Regions from separate parts of the Sus scrofa genome. Here regions 2 and 3 are each linked to region 1. A link is a contact called in public HiChIP or PLAC-seq data. All regions are on one chromosome and are shown on one strand. The core of a region is the stretch at or near the end of the contact, and the rest is flanking DNA. Distances in the headings are between cores, read along the strand shown. Region 1 overlaps CDKL3 (cyclin-dependent kinase-like 3). Region 2 has its middle 29 kb from the start of SAR1B. Region 3 overlaps JADE2 (protein Jade-2).

Evidence for each region. HiChIP or PLAC-seq counts read pairs in DNA pulled down with a chosen protein or histone mark.
Region 2: an H3K27ac HiChIP or PLAC-seq map of alveolar macrophages shows a contact between it and region 1. The contact joins two enhancer-like sites. A contact is called at or near these places in 2 of 5 promoter capture datasets (fetal skeletal muscle and liver), 12 of 47 Hi-C or Micro-C datasets (alveolar macrophages, embryonic fibroblasts, fetal skeletal muscle and 8 more) and 2 of 2 datasets of contacts at active chromatin or transcription factors (alveolar macrophages and skeletal muscle).
Region 3: an H3K27ac HiChIP or PLAC-seq map of alveolar macrophages shows a contact between it and region 1. The contact joins two enhancer-like sites. A contact is called at or near these places in 4 of 47 Hi-C or Micro-C datasets (liver, omental adipose tissue, retroperitoneal adipose tissue and 1 more) and 2 of 2 datasets of contacts at active chromatin or transcription factors (alveolar macrophages and skeletal muscle).

The regions. Positions count from the first base shown.
Region 1 is chr2:136,591,693-136,596,432 of Sscrofa11.1, forward strand. It overlaps CDKL3 (cyclin-dependent kinase-like 3), which reads right to left. Exons shown (of 13, transcript XM_021084762.1): 9 at 4,582-4,740; 10 at 3,380-3,473; 11 at 258-420. Among named protein-coding and RNA genes, the nearest start is that of CDKL3, 54 kb to the right of the region's middle. Within about 2 kb of position 2,684, at least 3 of the 83 cell types and tissues checked have an H3K27ac peak or open chromatin away from gene starts, as enhancers often do. A contact at or near this core is called in alveolar macrophages, where this site is marked.
Region 2 is chr2:136,843,306-136,848,045 of Sscrofa11.1, forward strand. It overlaps a transcript of SEC24A not described here. Among named protein-coding and RNA genes, the nearest start is that of SAR1B, 29 kb to the right of the region's middle. Within about 2 kb of position 2,541, at least 10 of the 83 cell types and tissues checked have an H3K27ac peak or open chromatin away from gene starts, as enhancers often do. A contact at or near this core is called in alveolar macrophages, where this site is marked.
Region 3 is chr2:136,803,523-136,808,262 of Sscrofa11.1, forward strand. JADE2 (protein Jade-2) reads left to right here. Exons shown (of 19, transcript XM_021084773.1): 11 at 346-503. Among named protein-coding and RNA genes, the nearest start is that of SAR1B, 68 kb to the right of the region's middle. Within about 2 kb of position 2,514, at least 16 of the 83 cell types and tissues checked have an H3K27ac peak or open chromatin away from gene starts, as enhancers often do. A contact at or near this core is called in alveolar macrophages, where this site is marked.

The sequences.
Region 1 (4,740 bases), core at 1,434-3,933:
AACAAAATTACGTTAATAAAATTTTTCCCTTTTAAAGTTTTCTTAACCTCTCTTTAAAATTATCTCCTTTAGGCCTTACCCCTTAGTTGCTACAGGAAAAAAAAAACAAAACTGTCATCAGCTGAAAATACTTTGCATAGCAATATACTCCTTTTTGCTCCCCAAAATCACACTATAACATGTAAATTACATTACCAAAAAAGGTCTTGTAAAAGATTATGTCTGGAGATTTGTAAAGCTATGCAATAAATGTGTACCTTCCATTCCTTTCATCTCCTTTGACGGTATTATGAAAGGCAATTCTGGAAAATGGAATTCTTTCCTTTCAAATCTGGAAAAATTCAGCTTCCTTTTGTTTCCATTTGCCATTTGGTCACTTGGACCTGTTCGATCATTAAATGCACTCTTCTCCATTTGGCTCTAAAAAAAAACCAAATAAACAAGAGTTAATTTGAAGAAAGATGTGTAACTACTTATTGAATGACAAGTCTAGAATTGCTAGCCATTTGGATGGTATAAAATAGGCATAAAAATGACAATCTTTGCAGGATTATTTTAATAATTAAGAAGTATAAGAGTAGAGTTCTCGTCGTGGTGCAGTGGTTAACAAATCCTACTAGGAACCATGGGGTTTCGGGTTCAATCCCTGGCCTCGCTCAGTGGGTGAAGGACCCAGCATTGCCATGAGCTGTGGTGTAGGTTGTAGATGTGGCTCGGATCCAGTGTTGCTGTGGCTCTGGCGTAGGCTGGTGGCTACAGCTCCGATTCAACCCCTAGCCTGGGAACCTCCATATGCCGCAGGAATCGGCCCTAGAAAAGGCACAAAGACAAAAAAAAAAAAATTTATAAGAGAATACCATCAAATATATAAATAGATCAAATGGCAATAAAAATTTTGTAAACTTTTTTTAGCATATTGGATATTCTGAGAAGAGTCCTTTTTTTTCTTTACTGCACCTATAGCATATGGAAGTTCCTGAGCTAGGGCTAGGGGCCAAATGAGAGCTGCAGCTGTGGCCTATGCCACAGCCACGGCAACATTGGATCCAAGCCAAATCTGCAACCTACCCCTGAGCCTGTGGCAATGCTGGATCCTTAATTCACTGAACGAGGTCAGGGATTGAAACTGCATCCTCGAAGAGACATCAGGTTCTTAACCCACTGAGCCATAACAGGAAACCACCCCTCTTCCAGAATAGTCTTGATCATGAGAACCACAATCTCAACTTTTATGTATTTATTTATTTTTCGCCATGGCATGCAGTCACTTCATGTGGGATCTCAGTTAACAGACCAGGGATTGAACCCAGGCTGCAGTGGTGAAAGTGCTAAATTCTAATCACTAAACCATCAGGGAATGCCCTTCAGCTTTTTAATTTTTGATCCTATTCATTCTGACTTTGGACAAATGGCTTCAGTTCATTTTATGAATAACTTATGTTTCTATCTACAAAATGATATGCTCTGAGGAGTTCCCAATGGGGCTCAGCAGGTTAAGAACCTGACATAGCTGACAAGAGGATGAGGGGTCGATCTCTGGCCTCACTCAGTGAGTTAAGGCATTGCCACAAGCCACAGTGTAGGTCTCAGATGTGGCTCAGATGTGGTGCTGCTGTGGCTATGGTGTAGGCCTGGAGCTGCAGCTGCCATTTGACCCCTGGCCCGGGGAATTTCCATATGCCGCAGGTGCAGTCAAAAAAAGAAAAAAACAAAAAACAAAAACGACGTGCTCTGGACACTAGGAAAACCCAAAGGGAAAAATTACTTGTGAGCCCAGCATTCTGGAAAAACTTTTGTGTTACCTGTTTTTGCTCATTTAACCAGAGGTGACAGAAACTTTCCTAGGTTAATGAACACTTTCACAACCCAATGTGTAGTACCCACTGTGTGGATATATTCTTAACGGAGATAACCCGTCACTTGCTCTTGGATGGATTTGTGTTGTTTTCAAGACTTTATTATTGCAAATAACACTTTCATTTTTTTTTTTTTTTTTCTTTTTAGGGCTGCACTAGCGGCACGTGGAGGTTCCCAGGCTAGGGAGTCTCATCAGAGCTATAGCTGCCGGCCTACGCCACAGCCACAGCCACAGCAATGCGGCATCTGAGCCGCATCTTCAACCTACACCACAGCCCATAGCAATGCTGGATCCTTAACCCACTGAGCGAGGCCAGGGATCGAACCCACAACCTCATGGTTCCTGGTTGGATTCGTTTCCGCTGTGCCACGATGGGAACTCCAACACTGTTTCGATTTTTAATTAACCTATTTTCCTATGTGAAAAAAAAGGAAATGGACTACATCGATTATTTTTTCCTTTTTTTTTTGGCCACACCTGCAGCATATGGAAGTGCCTGGGCCAGGGATCATGCTCATATCACGGCTGCAGCCCAAGCCATAGCAGTGACAATGCTGGATCCTGGCAGAGAAGTCACTACATTGATTATTTTATCTAGTGAGAAGTAAGAGGTATCTATTTGGCAACTGCTTTTTTTTTGGGGGGGGTAAGTTATTGAAAGCATAGATTCACAATGTAATAATTTCTGCTGTATAACAAAGATTCAGTGGCAATTTCTTTAATGTATAAAGATATTAAAATCATTTTTGGGAAGTAAAAAACCAGAAAGTCTTGTGACTCTTTTTTTTTTTTTTTGGCCACACCCACAGCATGTGGAAGATCCCGGAGCTGCGTCACAGCAGTGACCCAAGCTGCTGCAGTGACTATGTTGGATCCTTAACCTGCTGTACCACAAGAGAACTCCAAAAGTCCTGTGACTTTTAAAGGTAAAACCTTAACTTTTTCCCCCAAAATCACACATTAAAGATTCAAAGCAAGTTATAAGAAACTAATTAAAATTATGAAATCACTAAGGAATAGATACTTTAAAAAAATCACTAAGGAAATGCTGACGTATTTTTTTTACCTCAGAGGGAAAATAAACTAATAGCAAAATTTTTTAGGAGTTCCCGTCGTGGCGCAGTGGTTAACGAATCCGACTAGGAACCATGAGGTTGGGGCTTCGGTCCCTGCCCTTGCTTAGTGGGTTGACGATCCGGCGTTGCCGTGAGCTGTGGTGTGGGTTGCAGACGCGGCTCGGATCCTGCATTGTTGTGGCTCTGGCGTAGGCTGGCAGCTACAGTTCCGATTGGACCCCTAGCCTGGGAACCTCCATATGCCTCGAGAGCGGCCCAAGAAATGGCAAAAAGACAAAAAAAAAAAAAAAAAAAAAAAAAAAAAAAAGGAAAAAATTTTAAAATGTTAGGAAACAAAAGATTTTTAAAAAGTTAGAGCCCCATAGATAGAGAAAAGGACAAGAAGTGAGGGTGGGGTCGGGGATAATGTTGAGAGTATATTTTAATGATAAGCTTCTTGCCTTACTTGAGAGGGACCTGTATTCTCATGCTTGCTATTAGACATAACTTGTCCAACAAATTGTGAAGAAGTACGCCTCTTTTTTGCTCTTTCACTTAACCTATTATTCAAAAACAAATAAGAAGTTATTAGAACTCCCCGGAAGTGCTTCTGCTTTAGCTTCAATAATGGTAAGTTATTCCACAATAGTCTACTGTTGGAGCAATGAGCGCCGAAATGCAATGGTCAGTCTTTCAGCACTAATGGCTCTAAGTTAAAGAGGTGAAAACAGAGCAGAGCACACTCATTCATGGCTAACATCTGCGGTGACAACCATGTTGGAGGGTTACTCCAGCTGGCCTGCTTGGTCCCTTCTGTCTGTTCTGAACCTGGATTTCTTCACTACGGTTCATGAATTTCTGAGCTCTCTGACCAAGGCTAGTTTATAACTGTGGTTACTGTGATCATGGTTTGGTTCAGTCCAGAAAGACTGTCCACTTGCTGTCTATAGCCTGTTGCACCTTTGGACTGAGACAGACATGTCCCCTTGCCACCTCGAGAGACCACTAAGCTTCACAGCTTATAACCCACACCAGTCTGCTAGGACTGGCTTAGGATATCAAACCTAACCTCCTTCCCCATGGAGAGTCATAGTTTCCTTAAATTTAGAACTAACCCTGATGCCTTGCTAGACAGACCCAAGCTATCCATCACAATACCTTTGATTAATCAATCAGATAAATGGGACCAGTCACTCAATCTAAATCTAAAATTTGTCCAATATGTTTGTTTTCTTCCCAAATATTTGACCTTGAAAAGCTCTTTGACTATACAAGATTATTTTCAATTATCCTTTCTCCATTTAGGCTATTTGCTATTGATATAAAAATAAAGCTTACTTTGTTACATGATGGCACATCAGCACCAAAACTGAGGTAATATTACATTTTTCTCTTCAAATGGGAAGTGATTTTTCTGAGGGTCTTTTTTTAAATCACGTTTTTCCAAACAGCATTAGTGAAACACTAAGCACATAGCCAAACAAAGTTAATTTCTTCTATAGCATTCATAACACACACTTAGTAATGGCCCATTGTATGATTACAATTTCAGTATACCTTCAAATTCAGTTTATATACAGACACTACAAACTTGATTCTTTGAAATCCATTATATAAGAACACTGTATTAGGTCCATTTCCTTCTGTTTCTTTTCTGTTAGAACCTACCTTGAATGAGAGTGGGAGGGATTTGAACTGGGATTTGAAGCCATCAAATTACTGCTGGTTAGATTGATGGGTGGCATCACCATACTACCTCCAGCATGTGGATCGTCTTTCATGCCCGTAGAGTTAGTGCTGGGATTGAGAGGATTTAGTGGATCACTG
Region 2 (4,740 bases), core at 1,291-3,790, 250 kb after region 1:
TCGCTCAGTGGGTTAAGGATCCAGCATTGCTGTGAGCTGTGGTGTAGGTTGCAGATGCAGCTCAGATCTGGCGTGGCTTCAGCTGTGGTGTAGGCTGGCAACTGTAGCTTTGATTCGACCCCTAGCCTGGGAACCTCCATATGCCGCAGGTGCAGCCCTAGTAAGACAAAAAAAAAAAAAAAAAAGAAAAGCCACACACTCTTGTTTCAGAAAAACCTGAGCAGACTGAGGAAGATTCAGATTCCTCTCCTCTACCCCAACCCCAGATTTACTGAATCACAGTCTTTGGTGGGATTTTTTTTCTTTTTCTTTTGTGTTTTTTTGGTAAGTGCCCCACCCCAAATCCTGGAGACTCTGATGCATACTAAAGCTGGAGAAACTTGACGTGGATAAAACCGACCAGCTGCCTTATTTTTCCCATTTCAACTGAGTCAGTGTTATGTAAGTCCTGCTGCCCTTTGCCCGTAAGTTGTTTTCAGTCTTACAAGGCAAATTAGGCCTGCATAGTTCAGCAGAGTTTCCTCGGAATCCTTGCACAAAGGGCAAGCTCGATCATCTTAGTAATTTCAAAGTCCAAGAAATCTCTCATAAGCGCAATGAACATTACAATGGGATGATAAAAAAGGAACCTGACATCAGAGTGTTTTAAAGACCAGATAAGCTTTTTATTTTTCTATTCCAGACACTCAAATTCATAGGCGGTGAAAAGATAATAGAACAGAAAGTAACATACAGACACAATTCAAGAACATTTAACCATCTATTATAGCTGTTCTTTGTATAATACAGAGAGGTAAACAGAAACATCTTCATATAAATTAACGCAGAACAATCTGTATACGCCGTAAAACAATTGTTACAAGTCACACGAAGGTGCTAGTGCAAGCAGTGGTGTACAAAAGTGCAAACAAGGTTAGTGATGAAGAACTTGTCACCAACTTACCGCTTGAATATACTCTGCATTCAGCCCAATACTGAAGGCCTCACCCTGGACACACTGGGTCACCGTGAAAGCAGCCTGACCACACTCATCCCCCCGGAGCGCTCTTGCCTCGGCAGGGCAGCCGGTCAGGAGGCGGGTGAGGAAGAGCATCAGGGCGTCCGGAGCCCACAGGAAGCTGGACGTTCTGAGGTCAGTCTTTATCCTGGACCACGAAAACAGTTTCAAGGACAACCTGTACGTCAGAAGGTGTAGACCTGCCGCATCCCTTTACCCCCGACTACTTAAAATTGAAATGAAACCTAATCCCCCCCTTCCTTCAAAGAAGAAGTCGTCCAGGGCAGTGCAGCCCTTCCAAGGACAGTAAGCCTGCGGTGAAATCACTCAGATGCCTTCCTCATTTCTGCCCTAAAAACTCTTTGGGGTGGTGACACTCCTGAAACAAAGGTGGCTTTGGATGAACTCACTTGTTTTACTGTGATTACTTTGGCTTCTCTTTCAAAGTGTGGTCCAAGCCCAGAACAAGCCATCAGTGGTATTAAATATATTAGTTACTTAATAGTCTAAATGATGAGGGCAGAAATTAGTTGATGCAGAACTGCATCCTCAGTAGACTGTGGATTCCCTTTATACTCAGGGCTCTTTTTATCCCGGTGTGGCCCAGGGTGAGTGGGGGGGATGGTGGGAGGGTCAGGAGTTAGAAACAGGGTTTTAGCAAAATCCCACTCACTAAGGTCCCAGAGCTCCGTCCTTTCTTTCCCTCTTGGTTCTTTTGGTTAAAAAGCACTAATTAACATTTCAAAAGGACAGAGATGGAAATGACCGGAAACATCAATATGTAGCTTGGAGCATTTAGTCCTTAATTGAAGGTGTGCTGTTTTCCCAACTCTTAGATAGTTAGAGCCAAAACATACATAAATAAATAAAATAATGGTTTACAGAAAACCTTTAATTCCCTACTAATTTTGCATCAAGAAATTTATATTTGCCAAAAAGGTAGAGTTAATTCTATATTTTAAAAAATATCCAATTCTATTTTGTTTGAAACCTTTATACCCATTTGGATTTTCCTTATGTTTTTCTTCTCAAAAAAAAAAAAAAAAGAAATTTATATTTGCTAATTTCTAGTTTTTCATGCTTTCTTGGAGATTTTTTTGAAGTGTCACCAACTTTTATATATGTTGAAAATGATCCAAACAATATACTCTAAATAAAATCAGCAACCTAAGATGTTTTGAGAGACTTCCATGTACTCTGGTCAAAATTTACTTGGCACTAGAGGCCTTACAGACTTCAGTCATGTGAGTGACTAAGACTGAAATGCCACATTGAGTCGCAGGCCAAATACAGTTTCAAGAAATGTACAACCTGTCTCCTGAAACCCTTACATCGTGTCAGCTAGACGTGTGCTGGTCCTAACGACAGAACTTGCGAAAACTCTGGGTTTTGAATGTGGTTAATCAAGTCATTGCGCGGAAGGCAAGAAGCACTATTATTACAGCTGTTACCTTATTTTAAGGATTTACAAGTAGTGTCTGTGCCGAAAAGCACGGTATGAGCCAGTTGAAAACAAAGGGGAAGAACAGCGAGCTGCAGATAGGCTGGAAAAAGGGGAAGAACAGCGAGCTGCAGATAGGCTGGAAACCCCTGTAAGCTGTGGATGTACAAAGGCCCGTGAGACGGACGTTTAGGTCTCTGTGGCAGTAGCTGAATCCATCCTGCTTTGGCACTCAGAGATCCTGGGTCAAGTAAGCCAGTGGTGAAAACTATTTTTTTCATGTTTTGGGAAATATCTGTGCCCCAATTTTTAAACATTCTAAAAACTCACCACGATAAACTGGCATCCATCCGTTTAACCAGTTACTCAAAAGTATATCCTCAGCAGCAGTCCTTGAAACAGGTGTGGGGTTAAGAATCACTTTAATACTAGAAAAGCCAGCTGAGGCCTTCTGTTTTTAGAGTGTTGGATTTAAGAGTTTCAAATGTATCTCGAACATTTCCTGATTTACATGGAATTCAGTCTTTTTTCTTCCTCTCTCTCCTTTTTGGTCTGCACCTGTGGCATATGGAAGTTCCCAGGCCAGGGAGCCAACCTGAGCCACAGCTGTGACCTACAACACAACTGCGTCAACACCGGACCCTGAACCCACTGCACCACAGCGGGAACTCCAGCATGGAATCCGGTCTTGTACACAACCGTGTGAATTACATTTTCACACCTGACTGTGGGAGGCACAAAACTAACCTCTGTCCCCAACACTTCCCCTTGTCCCCCAAATACTCCACAAATGCACCCCCTTGCACAGGCACCCGAGGAAGGATCTGTTTTCCCGGTGTGCTTTTACTGCTTCTTAGTGTTCTCGTCACTCGCTCCTCCCGCAGGAAGCAGTGGCTCCGCGGAGGTGCCCTGAGCAGCTCTCAGAGCTGGAGGGTGAGCCCCATGGCGCCGTTCCTCTCAGGCCCAGCTCCCCAAACTGGCAGGAAAGTGCAGCTTCGTTTCCAGAAGTTCAAGCCCTAAGACTCTTCCATCTTGCGGGAAATCTCCACAGCTCAGCCGTGGTCCACAAAGGGACTTTGTTCCTTTGATCCCAGTGACAGACCCGGCTCGAGTGCTCTGGAGCAGGCTAGTTTGTACCAGAAAGCAGAGCCCCTCTAGCGAAACCAGTAAGCTTTTCCCTTTACACCAGTTTATGAAACACATAATTAACTTCCCAAGTATCATCATAGATAGGGGACTACTTGAAGAAAGGCATGTCCTTATAAACACTGAAAAAAGATCCCCTCAACAAGAGGCAGTTACTTTTCATAAGGCTAAATTCTGTTTAGTCGGGACACTAGATATGAGTACTTGGAGTTGATGTGGCAGAAGAGAACAAGAGGCTGAGCTGTCACTTCCTCCTTTTCCCACGGTGCTGCTGATGTTTCTAGGTGGGGTGGGAGATTTGTATTATCACTTAGAAGGAAGCGGAAATGAAACAGAATAGCAAATTCCTGAAACCAGATGTCATGGTGACATGATCGAGCTACCTGGTCATTCCTTGCAGGCATATCTTTCAATCCTTATTTGATGATGACAGAAAGGACTACAGTAACTCTGATTTGGACAAAAGCTAGAGAAATCACTAATTTTGATATTAAAATTATTCTTGATGGAATTGGAGCAATCTGTTCTCAGTGGAATTGGTTAAATATACTGTAAAGTCTTGGTTTATAACCAAGAGAGGAATTAAACTTGAGAGTCTTTAAATATTTGGCACTTGTCTGTCAGCTAATTGTGGGAATCTCAGGCATATGGAAAAAAGAACTCAATTTCTTAGGAAGTTAAAATGCTTTAAAAAGCGAACTAAAAGAGGAGTTCCCATCGTGGCACAGTGGAAACCAATCTGACCAGGAACCATGAGGTTGCAGGTTCGATCCCTGCCCTCGCTCAGTGGGTTAAGGATCCAGCATTGCTGTGAGCTATGCTATAAGTCGCAGATGCAGCTCAGATCCTGTGTGGCTATGGTGTAGGCCGGCAGCTGTAGCTCTGATCGGACCCCTAGCCTGAGAACTTCCATATGCTGTGGATGAGGCCCTAAAAGCAAACAAATAAACAACAAAAAAAAGCGCACTAAAAGCTTATTAGAAAGTCTGTCATGCCACAGGTGCAGCCAAATAAAAAAACTAAGGGAGTATTAATTATTGGGATTCCCTGGTGGCTCAGTGGGTTGAAGATCTGGCATTGTCACTGCTCTGGTAGAGGTTCGATCCCTGGCCTGGGAACTTCCTCATTCCGCAGGTGCGGCCACAAAGAAAAGAAA
Region 3 (4,740 bases), core at 1,264-3,763, 210 kb after region 1:
CGAGCTGCATCTGTGACGCCACAGCTTGAGGCGATGCTGGATCCTTCACCCACTGAGCGATACCAGGGATTGAACCCTAGTCCTCACGGACACTGTCAGGGTCTTAACGTGCTGAGCCACAGCAGGAACCCCCGGCACATTGATTGAAGATCTTCTGTATACGAAGCCCTGTGCTGGGTTCAGAGAAGCTGCGTTATTATCCTTCCTGCTTTCGTGTGGTCGTATCTTTGAGTGAGGGGGCAGGAGGCCCCCTGGAGTTGCCTTCGCCTTCTCGCGTGCTGGCCTGCGGAGCAGCCCACCGTGAGGCGCGCTGAGGCCGTTCTCTCCCTCCCGTGCTCCTGACAGGTTTTCCGGACAGACCTGATCACAGCCATGAAGATCCCAGACTCCTACCAGCTCAGCCCGGATGACTACTACATCCTGGCAGACCCGTGGCGACAGGAATGGGAGAAAGGCGTGCAGGTGCCCGCTGGGGCAGAGGCCATTCCGGAGCCTGTGGTCAGGTGAGCTGGGCGGTCCAGGCCGGGGGACCGCAGGCAGGGGAGGAAGGGGGAGGCTAGGGCCAGTCAAGGACCCTACCAGTCCTGAGATTGCCTTTACTTTCTAGGATATCCTCAGGCTTTTGTTTTTGTTTCTTTGGTCCTAAAAAGCTGGTGGTGTACCTCGGAGGCTAAGGGCTTGGGCTCACGCTCAGCTCTGGAGCCAGACAGCCTGGATTCAAAGGGCTGCTCACATTCAATGGGACGTTGGGCTAGAAATGTAGTCTCCCTGGGCCTCAGTTTCCTTGTCTGTGAAATGGGAGTGATAACAGAAACCTGGCGCCATGCAGTGGTCAAGATGACATAGGGAGACGACGCAGGGAAGGCCCTGGGCGTAGGACCTGGCACACGCCAGCGCTCAGTGAAAATGGACGTGGACTTAGCTTGCTGTCGATCCAAACTAGGTCCCACCGGAGGATCGTATCAGGGAAGTCTCCAGGCTTTTAACTAGTCCTTAAGACGGAGATAAGCCATGCTCTGGACTTGTTAAACCTTTTAAGGAGTTCTTAGCAGGAGGAAGTCAAGTGCCTGGCACACACATCAGATGCTCAGGAAGCGGTTGCTAAGACCAGCCTCTGAGGAGGCCCCCTGCCAGGCTGGGTCAGGGCTGGGGCACCAGTGAGTCCTCTCCGGGCTTTGTAGCCTTCCGGTCTTGTAGGTCAGAGACACCCCTGGTGCTCCTGTCGGGAGGTGGCCTCCTGGCCACGGGCCTTGCCTCCGTTGGCAGAGCTTAGCCAAGTGCTTCTTTCCGCACCCTGGGAGATGCTCCAGGTCATGTCTCGGGACAGAGGGGCCTGCTGTCCCAGCCTCCCCTGCCCACTGGCCCGCCTGGGCCGGGCAGCTCGTGTTACTGGCAGTTTATTCCCAGCCTTGGCAGCCCCATGGCTCTCGCTTAGGCCCATTTTGACCAGGCCTTGGGCGAAGATCTCGGCCGTCACCTCCCTTGACATTGGCACTTTGCTTCCTGGCAGCCACACTGATGACTGGCTCACAGACGCCCAGTGCCTGCCTGGTGCCAGGCCTGTGCTGGGCATGGGAGTACAGAGGCGAAGCAGACGCTAAGCCCTACTCGGCGCTCGGTGAGGACTGGGTATTGGGCAGTGCTCGTCCTCCTGGTGCCTGGGGGCAGAGTGCCCACCAGCTCTTGTCTTCCACCCTTCTAGAATCAGGGAAGCACCTCCCTGGGTGAGAGTATGTGCAAGATTTGGAAGAAGAATTTATTCTCTGCCTCTCCTGCCCAGGACCAAAAAGGGGGGGGTCAGACTCTTGGCGGGTTTCTCACTCTCACCTCTGTAAACTGAGGGGCTGTTACCGGCCTCTCTGAGCCCGTTCCCTCCTCTGCAAAACGGGGCTGATAACAGTACACAGTCCAAGGCTGTGGTGCTGAGGGATAAATGAGAATTCTCATGCCCAGGGCCCAGGACAACGAGGCAGAGGGGCGGGTCACTAGCTGGGCAGAGAGACATGCGTGCGGATCAGGCCCTTCTCTCCTTGAAGGCTGGGAGATCCCAGAGACATTGGCCGGCCTGGGTGATCAACTGCAGATGCCTCAACACCAGTGGCAGCCAGTGTTGCATCTGTTCTGACAGCTCTGGCTCCAGCCATGTGCACATGGCTGCTGTAGGCTGAGAAGAGCCAGGCACTCCTGGCCTGTCCATGGTCTTTGGAGGGGATAGGCTGAGGGGGAGGGCAGGGAGGGATGCTCTGGTGGAGATCTCAGGGCCCCTTCTTCCCCTGTCTCCCTCCAGCCTGGTCCCCACATCGCCCAGGACACCTGCCACTGCACAGCCCTCATCTGGAAGCCAGCACGGCAGCCACCATGGTTAGAGCTGTTATAGGAACTCTGTTCCTGAGAACTGGCTGTGCTGAGCCTGCCAGACTCATCTTCACATTTAATTACCATATCAGGCCTCGGAAGGGCATCTTACTGTCCCCATTTAACAGATGAGGAAGTTGGGAAATTCTGGGGAATTCCCTGCATGACCGCCAGGGCCTTGTGGGCTGGGCCAGGAAGTCACAGGCCACAGGAACAGGCCCTGGGGTGCCCCTCGGTGGCCTGAAGAGAGTCTTGTGCGCTGATCACCTTGGCATGCTGACTCTGACTGCCCTCCCCCAGCTGCCCCCCCATCCCCCTCTCGTGCCCAGTGCGTCCGTCCCCCGTCCCCACCGCACCCCTGCCCCAGCCCTCGAGCAGATCTGCCCACCTCATGGTCTGAAACTTCCCTGGAGAATGATAACCTCTCACCTGCAGATCGGGAACTGAGGGGCTACCTCCAGAGCTCCCTGACTGCGGCCAGAAGACTGCCCAGGGCAAAACCGCCTGTGGCGTCTGTGTGGTTCTCTGCAGTAGCGAGCCCTCCCCTCCTCCAGAGTCCACCTCCTCCTCCAGAGCCCCTTCTTCCTCCTCCAGAGCCCCCATCCCCATTTTCCAGAGCTCCCCTCCTCCTCCTCCAGAGCACCCCCTGCTCCTCCAGAGCCCACCTGCTCCTCCAGAGTCCACCTCCTCCTCCAGAGCCCCCCTCCTCCTCTTCCAAAGCCCCCCTTCTCCTCCAGAGCCCCCCTCCCCCCAGCTGACCTCATTCCTACCAGCTGCAGCTGAGACAAGGCCTTGGCCTCCCAGGCCACCCTTGGTAGGAACGTTTCCTGCATAGTCAGAGCCAGAAGAGGCTAAACAGAGGAGGAGGAGAGCCCCAGGAAGCACAGGAAATGCCTTTTCTGTTGTGAGCCCTGTAACCCCAGCTTCCCAGAGAAAGGAATGCTCTCTTGGTCCCAAGAGGTCTGGTCAGGTGGCAGCTGACTGAGCACACAAGTGTGGTAGTTATGCCAATAAATGGTGGCCGTTCAGACAAGGTTGTCTAAAACCCCAGCTAAGCTGGGGGCACAGAAAAGCAGGGTGGTGGCAAAATTACATTTGAAAGAATGCATTCATTCAAGGAGTTCCCGTTGTGGTGCAGCGGAAATGAATCTGACTAGAATCCATGAGAACGTGGGTTTGATCCCTGGCCTCACTCACTGGGTTGGGGATCCAGCGTTGCCATGAGCTGTGGTATAGGTCACAGACGCTGTTCAGAACTGGGGTTGCTGCAGCTGTGGCGTAGGCTGGCAGCTGTAGCTCCGATTCGACCCCTCGCCTGGGAACGTCATGTTCCCCTGGTGCGGCCCTAAAAAGACAAAACAAAACAAAAAAAAATGCCTTAATTCAGATAAGAGCCTCGTGGAGTTCCCTGATGACCTAGCAGTTAAGGATCCAGCATGTCACTGCTGTGGCTCGGGTTGCTGCTGTTCTGCAAGGTTCAGTCCCTTGGGCTTGGGAACTTCTGCATGTTGCAGGTGTGGCCAAAAAAAAGAAAAACGAGACAAATACGAGCCTCATGGGAAAGGCAGAACTCAGAGTGCTGGTACTGCTTCCACCTGGAATGATGCGGGCGGGGTGGGGGCGTCACATCACTGTCAGTGTCAAGACCCCTCCATCTGGGCATCTTGTGTGGGAAAAGGTGGTGCCAAGCCCTCGCCCTTTCTCCTTGCCTCCCTCCCCCTCCTCTGGGCCTCTCTCCTGACCTGGGGGCCATTCTGCCTCCCTGTCTCCCTCATCCTTCCTGCCCCCCTCGGTGACACCCGGGGCACTTCCGGGAGCCCAGGAGCCTTCCCCACAGCTGTACCGTTTCTGCATCCAGAGCCCTGCCCTCCCCTGCCCATCTGCGCTGAGTCACAGCCCCTGGCAGCGCTGCCTCCGACCCCAGGAGGCCTCTCGGGCAAGTGAGGGGCCTCCCAGCCCTGGCAGGGCTGGCCAGACGGAGGCCCGGCGCCACAGCAATAACCATGGCAACTGGTAGGGGGTGGGAAGAGCTAGCATTCTGAACTGGCATGGGGAGCTGAGGGGCAGCACGCAGCTGAGCCAGGAGAGGACGCTGTCCCTCCCACGGCGAGAAGCCCTCACGTTCCATCTCAGAAGGAGCAGAGCCATATCCAGAGGTTTTAAAGTACACCCTCACATGTAGAGAGAGCTTACTACCGGCCAGGCATGGCCTTGGGAGTTCCGCGTTACCCCTCCTCTGAGTCCTCGTGACCCCATACAAGGTAGGTGCTGTTGCCACTAGCTCATTTTTTTGGATGCGCTCACGGGGTCAGAGGACATTTCAGTGGCTTACCTAGAGTCGCACATTAAGTAGTGGAGCTGGCCTCAGACCTTACCCTGAAGCTA